Regions from separate parts of the Macaca mulatta genome. Here region 2 is linked to region 1. Evidence: chromatin contacts called from public Hi-C data. All regions are on one chromosome and are shown on one strand. Each heading gives the region's core, a stretch centred on a gene start, on an enhancer-like site or on the middle of the called end of the contact. The rest is flanking DNA. Distances are from core to core; before and after follow the strand shown.

What was found. A called contact is a pair of places that touch in the nucleus more often than the background predicts.
Region 2: a Hi-C map of fetal cortex germinal zone shows a contact between it and region 1, with 2.0 times the contacts expected there. The contact joins the promoter of MFSD10 here to the promoter of TNIP2 in region 1. A contact is called at or near these places in 4 of 14 Hi-C or Micro-C datasets (CD4 T cells, blood, fetal cortex germinal zone and 1 more).

Annotation. Positions count from the first base shown.
Region 1 is chr5:2,903,710-2,909,225 of T2T-MMU8v2.0, forward strand. It overlaps TNIP2 (TNFAIP3 interacting protein 2), which reads right to left and starts at 2,352. Exons shown (of 7, transcript XM_015137874.3): 1 at 1,956-2,352. The coding sequence starts at 2,231.
Region 2 is chr5:3,105,963-3,111,478 of T2T-MMU8v2.0, forward strand. It overlaps MFSD10 (major facilitator superfamily domain containing 10), which reads right to left and starts at 2,483. Exons shown (of 12, transcript XM_078003067.1): 1 at 2,400-2,483; 2 at 1,495-1,690; 3 at 1,310-1,406; 4 at 864-967; 5 at 358-516; 6 at 116-277. The coding sequence starts at 1,665.

The DNA.
Region 1 (5,516 bases), core at 1,102-3,601:
ACACCATACACACACACACCACACACACCATACACACACCATACACACACACCATACACACACACCATACACACACACACCATACACACAACCATACACACACAATACACACCATACACACACCCATACACACACACACCATACAAACCATACACCATACACACCATACACACACACCCCATACCAACACACACCATACACACCATACACACACACCCCATACACACACCATACACACAATACACACACACCATACACACACACACACCATATACACCATACACACCATACACACACACACCCCATACACACACACACCATACACACCATAATACACACACACCATACACATACACACCATACACACAATACACACACACCATACACACACACCATACACACCATAATACACACCATACACACACACACCATACACACACACACCATACACACAACCATACACACACAATACACACCATACACACACCCATACACACACACACCATACAAACCATACACCATACACACCATACACACACACCCCATACCAACACACACCATACACACCATACACACACACCCCATACACACACCATACACACAATACACACACACCATACACACACACACCATATACACCATACACACCATACACACACACACCCCATACACACACACACCATACACACCATAATACACACACACCATACACATACACACCATACACACAATACACACACACCATACACACACACCATACACACCATACACACACACCCCCCATACACACACACACCATACACACCATAATACACACACACCATACACACACACACCATACACACCATAATACACACCATACACACACACCATACACACACACACACACACCATACACACCATACACACCCCTCAGAATGTGTCTCCTCCACACACACCTCAAAACACCCCTAAGAACCAACCGGAACATACACACTACACACACACACACACACAGCATACACACTACACACACACAACCCTCAGAATGTGTTCCCACACACGAACTTCAAAACACCCCTAAGAACCAACCTGAACCTACACAGCACACACAGAACCCAAGAACTGCACCAACCCCCCTCCTCAGAACCCAGTGCCGCCTCCTCCTCACCAATCCCCCAGGACCCAGTGCCCTCCCAACCTCCCAGTTTCCAGCATTCCTTTATCCCCTTCAGAACCTGGCACCCTCACCCCCTCCAGGCCCCAGAGCCCCCTCACCTCCACCAGGACCTGGTCCCCCCTCAAACCCCCCAGGACCCGGCACCCCTTCACCCTCCAGGACCCAGCACACCTCAGCCCGTGGTGTCCCATTACCCCTCTCAGGACCTGGTCCCCGTCTCTCCCCTAGGACCCAGGGTCCCCTCACCCTCCAAGACCTGTTGCCCTATCACCCCCAGGACCCAGTGCCCCCTCTCCGCCCCAGGACCCAGCACCCCTCACTCCCTAGGACCCAGCACTTCCTCAACCCCCTCAAAACCCAGAGCCCCCTCACCCCACCAAGACCTGTGGCCCCCTCACCCACCGTGGCTGCCTCACCCTCCAGGGCCCCCTCACCCCCCAGGACCTGGTACCCCCTCAACCCCAGGACCCGGTACCCCCTCAATCCCCCAGGACCTGGTGCCCCCTCAACTCCAGGACCTAGCACCCCCTCAATCCCCCAGGACCTGGTGGCCCCTCAACCCTTCAGTACCCCGGGCGCGCTCAACCCCAGGACCCGGTACTCCCTCAACCCCTCAAGACCCGGGGCCCGCTGACCCACCCAGGACCCGGCACCCCCTCACTTCCCAGGCCCCTCACACCCAGCACCTGGTGCTCCCTCAACCCGTCAGGACCCGGGGCCCGCTCACCCACCCAAGACCCGGCGGCCGCCACACGCACTCTGGCGCCCGCAGCCCCTCTGGTGCCCGCCCTCGTACCTGGCGCATCTGGGCCTCTGCGGCGGCGCCCTCCTGCCGCCGAAGCTGCTCCCGGAAGCGCGCAACCTGCTCCAGCAGCGCGTCCACCAGGGACGGCGCGGTGTCCCCCTCCAGCGCGGCCAGGCGGGCGCGGAGGCGAGCGATGAGGGCGTCGCGGGCGGCCAGCTGGTCCTGCAGGCGGCGCAGCCGCTGTCCGGCCTCGTGGTACAGGGTGCAGAGCGCGGCGGCTGCGCGCGGGGTCCCCTCCCAGCCGCCCGACCCCGGGTCCCGGGACATGGCTGTAGGCCTGCCCGGGAGGCCGCGCGGCCGCCGGCAACTTCCGCGCCCAGGAACCGCCGGCTGCCGCCCTTCCCGGAACTTTCCCCGGTGCGCCCCGCCCACCCACCGCAGCCCGGCCCCGCCCTCCGCCGCGCAGCCCCGCCCAACGGCAGCCCACCCCGACCCTTCTCGCCCGGCCCCGCCCCTCCTACCGCCGACAGCCCGGCCCCGCCCCTGCCGTCCGCAGCAGCCCAGGAGAGTCGGCCTGGCCCCGGAGGCTGTCCACACCCCAGCTCGTGCTGGGCTTATTCCAGTGGCCCCAAACACGCGCCTCTGAGGAGTTGTGGGAGAGTCGAACTCAGCCCATGGCCCAGGGTTGGGAATTCATCAGCCTCTGATGGAAAGAAGGGCGTAAAGACAAGCCCCAAGCGCTGGGGCTGAGTGTGGGTCTGAATCTGCCCGCGAGGCTGCAGGCGTTGTGGCCACAGGAGCCACAGAAACTCCAGGAGCTGAGCTGAGCTCGCAGCGCACCAAGCACGTGTCATGCGTTTCGTCACCTGGGGACACTGAGTTCAGAGAGAGCTCCAACCCCCTGCTCCACTCGCCGCTTTCTTTTTCCTTTCCTTTTTTTTTTTTTTTTTTTTAATGAGACGACTTTTGCTCTGTCATCCAGGCTGGAGTGCAATGGCGCGATCTCGGCTCACTGCAACCTCCGCCTCCCGGGTTCAAGCGATTCTCCTGCCTCAGCCTCCCAAGTAGCTGGGATTACAGGCGCCCGCCACCACGCCCGGCTAATTTTTTTGTATTATTTGTATAGATGGTGTTTCACCATGTTGGCCAGGCTGGTCTTGAACTCCTGACCTCAGATGATCCGCTGGCCTCGGCCTCCCAAAGTGCTGGGATTACAGGCGTGAGCCACCGCAGACGCTGCTTTGTGAGGTGGCTAGTATGGGCCCGCGGGACAACCTTCCTGCTAGATAGTGTTCTTAGAGCAGAGGCAGCAGGAAACCAGCCCCTTCCCACCCTTTCGCTTGTCCATCGCTTTCCTTCCCCAAAATTCCCAAACACTAGTGTTTTTCCACAGCCCAGTCTTCCCCACAATGATGCCCAAGCACACATGGGGTCTTTCTAAGGTTCCCGACTCGGGATCGGGCAGGGGTCTTCCCTGTGTGCGTGCTTGCCCACAGGCTCCGCCCCTGAGCAGCATCTTGACTTTCTTCCTTTATGTGATCCACAGCCAAGCCTGGGCTGAGCCTGGGAAAACACCCACAAGCTTGTAGAATCAGACAAGCCTATAAGCAAAGCCAGAGCCAGGCAAGTGTTTATGGCCTGGACATTGGGCTACACAGACCTGGCTTTGCTTTGGAAGGCTCCTTCTTACCCATCAGAGCCTGGGCTTCCTCTCAGCAGAAGGAAGGGCAGAGCGAGTGCCCACCCTACCTGGTTGGACGTTGTGGGGACTAGAGGGTGGAGTGTGCATGAAACGCTTGTCCAGTGCAGTGGCTGCTGCCCGGCAAGCCCACAGTTCACGTGGCTATGGTTACGAACAATGCCAACTGATTGGCTGGGGCACCGGTGGAAAAAGCAAAACTGGACCCAGAGCTGTTAGAGGCTAATGTGTGGCCTGGGGCAGGTCATTCCAGTGACCTTGAGACTCTGCCTCAACTGTAAAAGGTGCATTTTACAATCCACAGTCTCTCATCCAACAGCCTTGGGATCAGGTGTATTGTCTTGTCTTGTATTTATTTATTTATTTATTTATTTTAGACGGAGTCTTAATCTGCCGCTCAGGCTAGAGTGCAGTGGCATGATCTCGGCTCACTGCAACCTCCGCCTCCCAGGTTCAAGCGATTCTCCCACCTCAGCCTCCCAATTAGCTGGGATTGCAGGCACCCGCCACCACGCCTGGCTAATTTTTTGTATTTTTAGTAGAGACAGGGTTTCACCATTTTGGTCAGGCTGGTCTCGAACTCCTGGCCTCAAGTGATCCGCCCGCCTCAGCCTCCCAAAGTGCTGGGATTCTAGGCATAAGCCACCACGCCAGGCCGCCAGGTGTATTTTAGAAATGAGGATCTTTGGATTTCAAATAGGTACATATAACTGGGGTAGCCAGCCTCCAAAGAGGACCCCCCCGCTCCAATATCCATGCTCCTGTGTAGTCCCCTCCAATCCACTGGAGAGGCCTGACCTGCGTAACTAAGAGGGTACTGGAGGAATGATGGAGTGTGACTTCTGCAGCTAGCTCCCACGAGACATCATGGCTACTGCCTTGCCCGTCTTTCGGAGCTCTGGGGGAAGCCGCCCACCCTATTGTCAAGTAGCCCTGTGAAGAGGTCCATGTGGCAAGGAACTGAGGCTTCATGGCAGCAGCCGGCACCCACTTGCCCACTGCGGTGAAGAAGCCACCTTGGGACTGTATCCCCTGATGCTAGTCAAGCCTTCAGAAGACAGTAGTCCCCACCGACATACTGACTGTGACTCCATGGGAGACCCTGGACCAGAACCACCTAGCGAAACTGCCCCTGAGTTCCTGACCACAGAAACTGGATGAGATAATATGTGCTTATTGTTGTTTGAAGCTACTGCCATCTGGGACAGTTTGTTCTGCAGCCATGGAAAATGAACAGCTAAAATCTGACTTAGTGCTCCCACTGGGGCACAGTACAGCACCACAAAACCAGAGAGATTACAATTTCTGCAAAGACAGGGTGACCATTCAGACTGTGAGATGAAGATCAGAAAAAGCCTTGTAGCTGTTCAAGTCAGATTTTGCACCACCTTTAAGAAAAACATTTTGGGGCCAGGTGCAGTGGTTCATGCCTATAATCCCAGCACTTAGGGAGGTCAAGCAGGAGGATCGCTTGAGCCCAGGAGTTGGAGCCCAGTGTGGGCAACATAGCAAAACCCCGTCTCTACAAAAAGTTAAAAAAAACTAGGTGGGTGTGAACCATCTGTGCCTGTAGTCCCAGATACTCAGGAGGCTGAGATAGGAGGATTGCTTGAGCCCAGGGGTTTGAGGCTGCAGTGAGCCGTGATTGTGCCACTGTTCTCCAGCCTGGGCCACACAGTGAGACCCTGTCTCTGAGAAAAAAAAGAAAGAAGGAAAACTATTTTGGGTTTCTGAGCTTTTTAGATTTCAGAATTGCGGATGAGGGATCCCAGTCCTCCAAGAACACTTGTCTTAGAGGGTGTTGTAAATATTCAGTAAGGTCACATGGGAAGTGCCCAGCATGCTCTTTCTTGCCTTCAATGCAAATTCAGGTACCGGGCCAGGCACTGGGGACTAATGGGCGGACATTGTAA
Region 2 (5,516 bases), core at 1,233-3,732, 200 kb after region 1:
CAAGAGGGCGGCCCAGCCTCCCTGGCACCTGGGGCTGGCACACAGGGGCATTTTACAGTGCTACGGAACCAAGCCCCCAGCCCCTGGGCCTGTGGGTCCCGGACCGCAGCCCTACCCGTTTCTCCAGGGGCAGCGTCTCCGGCAGGAAGCAGAAGATAAACAGCAGGTCGGAGGCTGCGAAGAGCAGGGCAAACCAGGGTGCCATTTCCAGGGGCAGGGAGGCTCCAAGCATAGGGCCCAGGGTGAAGCCCAGTGAGAAGGCCACCCCAATGACCGCCTAGAGAAAAGGCCACCTGAGCTGCACAGGGAGACCCAGGCCCAGAAGTCCACACCCGGACCCCAAAGGCCCAGCCTTACCATGCCTTGGCTGCGGGCCAGAGGCGAGCCCAGGTCAGCAACGATGGCCGTGGAGAGGCTGACGTTCCCTTTGCTGATGCCCCCAATCAGCCTGGAGGCCAGGAAGGCCGCAAAGCTCCGAGAGGTGGCCCAGACTGCATATGAGGTGGCCACACCCATCTGCCCAGGGGCAGGGGCCAAGGGGCAGGGGCGGTCACTTAAGGCCAGGAGTGGCTCAGAGTAGGACTTGGTAACCCAGGCAATACCCCTCAACCCTGCCCTATTTCGAAGCATCTGAGGGCCACTGTGTTCTCAATGTCTTCCTAGGGGCCAGGAGCACCTCCTCGAAAGCCTAGCTTTGCAACAGGAGCCACTGGTCCCCCAGAGAACCCCCTCCAGGATGTGATGAGGGCCAACAAGTGGCCATGAGTGGCCCACAGCCACCTCCCTCTCCCCACCTAACCCCATGGGGCTACTGGCTGGGTGGGAGGAGGCTTCCCCATGGGCACCCAGTCCCAGGGACATACCAGGCACAGCAGCATCACCGGGCGCCTCCCCAAGCAGTCAGAGGTGGCCCCAGTGAGTGGTGCACACAGAAACTGCAGGACAGAGAAGGCTGAGCCAATGAGACCTGAGAGACAGATGTCACCATCATGGGGATGTGGTCTCAGGGCCCTCAAGGCCAATGTCCAGCCCCGCCCTGAGGGTCCAGTCATGCTGGGCCCTACACTCACAGGCCATGGCCCTTGAGCCGAGGAGGCCACAGTGGAGAGATGAGAAAGGGGAGGAACCTGACACGCAGAGGCAAGGGATCATGCCCAGGAGCCAGGACGTGTGGGCAAGGGCACCAGATAGATGCCAGCCCAGAGAGTGGGAAGGGAAGGACTAATAATTGGGGAGGGGCCTGGGCTGGACCATGTCCACCAAAGATAGGACCGTAGAGAGCCCGCCAGAGGCACAGAGCCAGCCATACCTCCGAACAGGACACTGTTGTATCTCTTCTCCACTGGCATCCCGATGGCGGTGGCAAACCAGTTCACCCCACCCTGCCAGGAGCCATAAAGGGGGTCCTAGGGGATGAGGAGGCACGATAAGGGCTGGGGAGGTCCAATGGGCCTGGGGGGCGGGGGGCACTGTGGCCGCAGGGCAAGGACTCACGTGGGCACGGTCGTGGCTCTCCAACAGCCCGGGAAGCAGGGGCAGCAGCAGCGTGAAGGCCAGGAGGTCCAGCAGGAGGCCAAGGAAGACAACGGTGACCACGCGGCGCTCTGGTGGCTGCTGGTGGATGGGTGGGCGCGGGGTGCAGCCTCCACCCCCTCCCCGTCCCATGGTGGGCTGCTCTGACCTGGCCTGGCTGGGGTGTGGCGGGTCGGGTGAGCGGGGAAACTGGGTCCTCCAGGGCCTGCCATGCCCCCACACCCGACAGCTGGCGAGCACCCTAAAGGGGCTGATAGCAGAGCCTCCGGCCTACAGACGCAGGGGCCATTCTGGCCTGCGCGATGCCCCCGCTCCGACCCAGGCATCAGGAAACGCAGGCTTCGGGGGTTGCACAAGAAATCATAGCCACAAAGGCAACGGTCCCCAGGAATCGGGGTGAGCACATCGCGAGCCCGGCCCCACCCCGCCCCACGGCCGCGCCTCCCACGCCCTCGTAACAGAGTGAGAGAGGAAACTTGAAGCCGCGGGGGACCCGGACCCCAACCCCAACACGCGCGCCGAGATCCCGGCCCCTGGTCCGGACTCGGCCTCCCTGGCGGGGGCCATGGCCTGCACACTGGACGCGGGAGCGCCCTCAACCCCGCGCGCCTCCCACCCTGCCATCCCGCGTGCGCCCCGGTCCCGCCCCCACCCCGCGCGCCCCTGGTCCAGCCCCACACCCCGCGCGCCTCCCACCCGCGCCACCCCGCGTGCCCCCGGTCCCGCCTCCTCCCCCACGCCCCGTCTCCTGTCCGCTCCCACCCTGCGTGCCCCCTACGCCCCCCACCCCGCGCGCTTCTTACGCCCCCCCACGCCGCGCGCCCCCTACGCCCCCCACCCCGCGCGCCCCCGGTCCCGCCCCGCACCTGCCGCGGCTGCGCGCTCGGGACAGACGGTCGCACGGACGCGGAACACGGCGCCAGGCACGCCGCCAGGGGCGGGACGGCCACGCCCGGTCACGCCAAGCCCCGGAAGTGACGAACATGTCGGTAGGCTGTCTTCCGGCCGGTGGGCGTGGCTGGGTTCTCGCCTGTCCTGCGGTTCACTGCTCGGCCGTGGGTTAGCAGCACCCTGACCGGAGCGGAGGAGCGGTGCCCCCACGTAACCCGGAGGCCGAGACTCCCGGCCTGGCCTCCCTGGGTCGACGACGCCTGCCCCGCGGAGCGGAGCCATGGGCCTGAGGTGTACACGTGTGCGGGGCCTCAGGCGAGCGTCGCGCAGCCCGTCCCCCAGCCTCTGCGCCGTGCGGGCCTGGCCCTCCCCGTGGAAGGACCGCGGGCTTCGGGACCCCACGCCGGGGGGCTGACTCCTGCCACACACACAGCGGTGGTCGCGGGCCTGGGGCAGCAGCACAGCCATTCTACTCGGGCCGCGTGAGCCGACCCCGCTGTCTCTGTGCAGCTCCTTTTGCTGCGTTTGCTGCAGAGCCTGAAGTCCCAGGACAGGCGGCTGAGGGGGAAACATGGTGTGAATTGGGTGGGCAGAGAACTGAAAGCCACAGGACCCGGTTGGCACCTTTTTGGCCGCCTGGGCCTGCGACCCCGTTCCTGGGTCAGGGAGGAGCTGGCGCTCTTGCCGGGCGCAGAAGCACCTGACCCAGCGCTGGAGGAAACGGTCCCCTGGGCAGGAGGAGCTTTAGACAGAAGCTTTGGGCCTGGCTGCTGCCCGTGCCGTGCCCCGGGGCCAGCACACTCAAGGAACCGCGCCAACGCCCGGCCTACAGCCAGCTCCCACCTCCCCTCCCACCTTCTGAAATACGTGCGGATCTCTTGTGGCCGACCCCAACCAGATACACATGGGGAAAGGAATCAGGTGGCACACACGCTGCCTTTACTCCACACAGAGCTTCCAATTGTGGGTAAGAACAAAGCCCCACCTCTGCCTAATAGATGCGTTTTTCCACCTGCAGTCAAAAAGACAACCTGTTAATTCGCTTTTTCCTCAGAGGACAGGCATCCCTATGAAACTGCCATTGCAAACTTGTAACAGTGAGAGAAAACCAGCTCCATCTTCTAACCTCCATGCTCTCCTTGTTTATTCCTGGGCGTAGGCTGAACTTTGGGAAGAACTTAGTTTAAAACAAAAATAATAGCCCTTTCCCAAAAGAAACCTTTCCTGGGGACTAGACTGCTTTTATGGGACTAAAAGATTAGCCACAAGATTAGAAACTATGGTTGAGGAGTCATGCAGCTGGAGGCTACAGGATTCTGACCCTCCCCAAACTGCTCCTGGCGGTAACACTATAGTAAAGCCTCAGATCAGTACTTGATGGATCAGCTGGCACCACCCAGGCTTATCTGATCTTGTGGCACCCAGGAACTGACTCAGTGCGAGAGAACAGCTTTGACTCCCTGTGATTTCATCTCTGACCGGACCAATCAGTACTCCTGACTCACTGGCTGTCCCCACCCACCAACTTATTTTTAAAAACTCCAATCCCCAAATGCTCAGGGAGACTGAGTAATAAAACTCCGGTCTCCTGCACAGCTAGCTCTGTGTGAATTACTTCTCTATTGCAAATGCCCTTTCTTGATAAATTGGCTGTGTAGGTAACAGGGAAGGCGAACCCATTGGACAGTTAACATCTTTATCCACCCTTCCAGCTGGATCACGCGCCCTCTTCGATGACGACACAGCTAGGGTGTATGAGCTTGTTGCCGGCACCTTCTGTCCTGGGTTGGATAGCAAGGCCTCAACGGAGAGCCAGGTGCCTGGTGTGGTCCCGCATTTTTTTCTGTCCTGTTTTCTTTTCCTCTTTGCTTGGACAGTTGGGCCAGGGTCCTCAGTGCAAGGGCTTGGCTTGGTGAATTAAAGTGGCAGTAGCCGTGTGGCAGAGAAAATTTGTCAGTGGGTGAAATCCTGCAGCCGTTGGTAACAGCATCCTGGGCCTACACGGTGACAAGACAGCCAGCCTAGTTGGTGGATGTGACAAGCCCAGACCCTTCTGGATTTGTGGATCCTTGCACCTGCCAGACATGTCTCAGAGCCATCTGGGGAGGCTAATACATGCCCCTGTCAGGACGTGAGCCTCATGTTCAAGCTGCTGGCTTCAGTCCCGCTGCCACCAGCGCTGTCTGTCTTCCACTTTGCAGGGGGAGACTGGCTCATTAGCTCCAGGCCTACCAGGCAGCCCAACCACAGCAGTAACTGCCTCTCACACTGAGGATGGCTCATGCTGTGCTCCAGCCGTGGTCTCAACACCTCCCAACAAGAACAAAGCCAGACTCATTCTCCGCAGCACCTTCTTCCTTGCCTAAAGATCCCACACCTCATTAGAAGCCGGAACTGGGTCCTTGTCACCTTCCTCACTTCCCCAGTCCTGGTCTGGTTAAATCTCACCATGGTCACTGTGGCTAGACGTGTGACCGCAGCGATGCTTCATGCACATACTAGGGCAGCCTAGGCAGGGCTGGTCAGTGTGATCTCATGTGGTGTGAACTTGACCCTGGGCTGCTTTCCTGGGATGCCGGCTAAGGACACAAGCTCCATGCCTCCCTGGCTTGTGGCCCGGCAGTGGCTCCATAGTCCACTGGGGAATGCCTCTGCCTGTAAGACAGCATACCATATTGGTACAGGGAAACTCCTACTTCAGCACCTCCCTCCGCAAGGTCGCAGGTCCAACAAACCATGCGCCGTGAGGAAGTGGCCGTGGCATTCGGGATGTGGCTCCCTGGCCAGCTTGTCAAGTTCAAGGGGGGTCATTATTCCTTACAACTCACAGCCCCTCCTGGGTCCAGTAAAGCTGAGGGCCAACTTCCTTCTTGGTTAGTGCAGGGTAAAAGCACTTTAAAAAGCTGCCTCATCCATAACATGCGCATCTTCTGATTCTCACCTGAAACGGTATCACAGGTTGGCACAGATGCAACCCAGTCTTCTCCCAGCTCCCACAGTGCAGTGTCCTGAATGGAAGACCGCAGCGCCCAGAAGCATCCACTGAAGGGCGTAAGCAGGGCAAGGCCAACCGTGGCTGTTCCAGCAGGGGA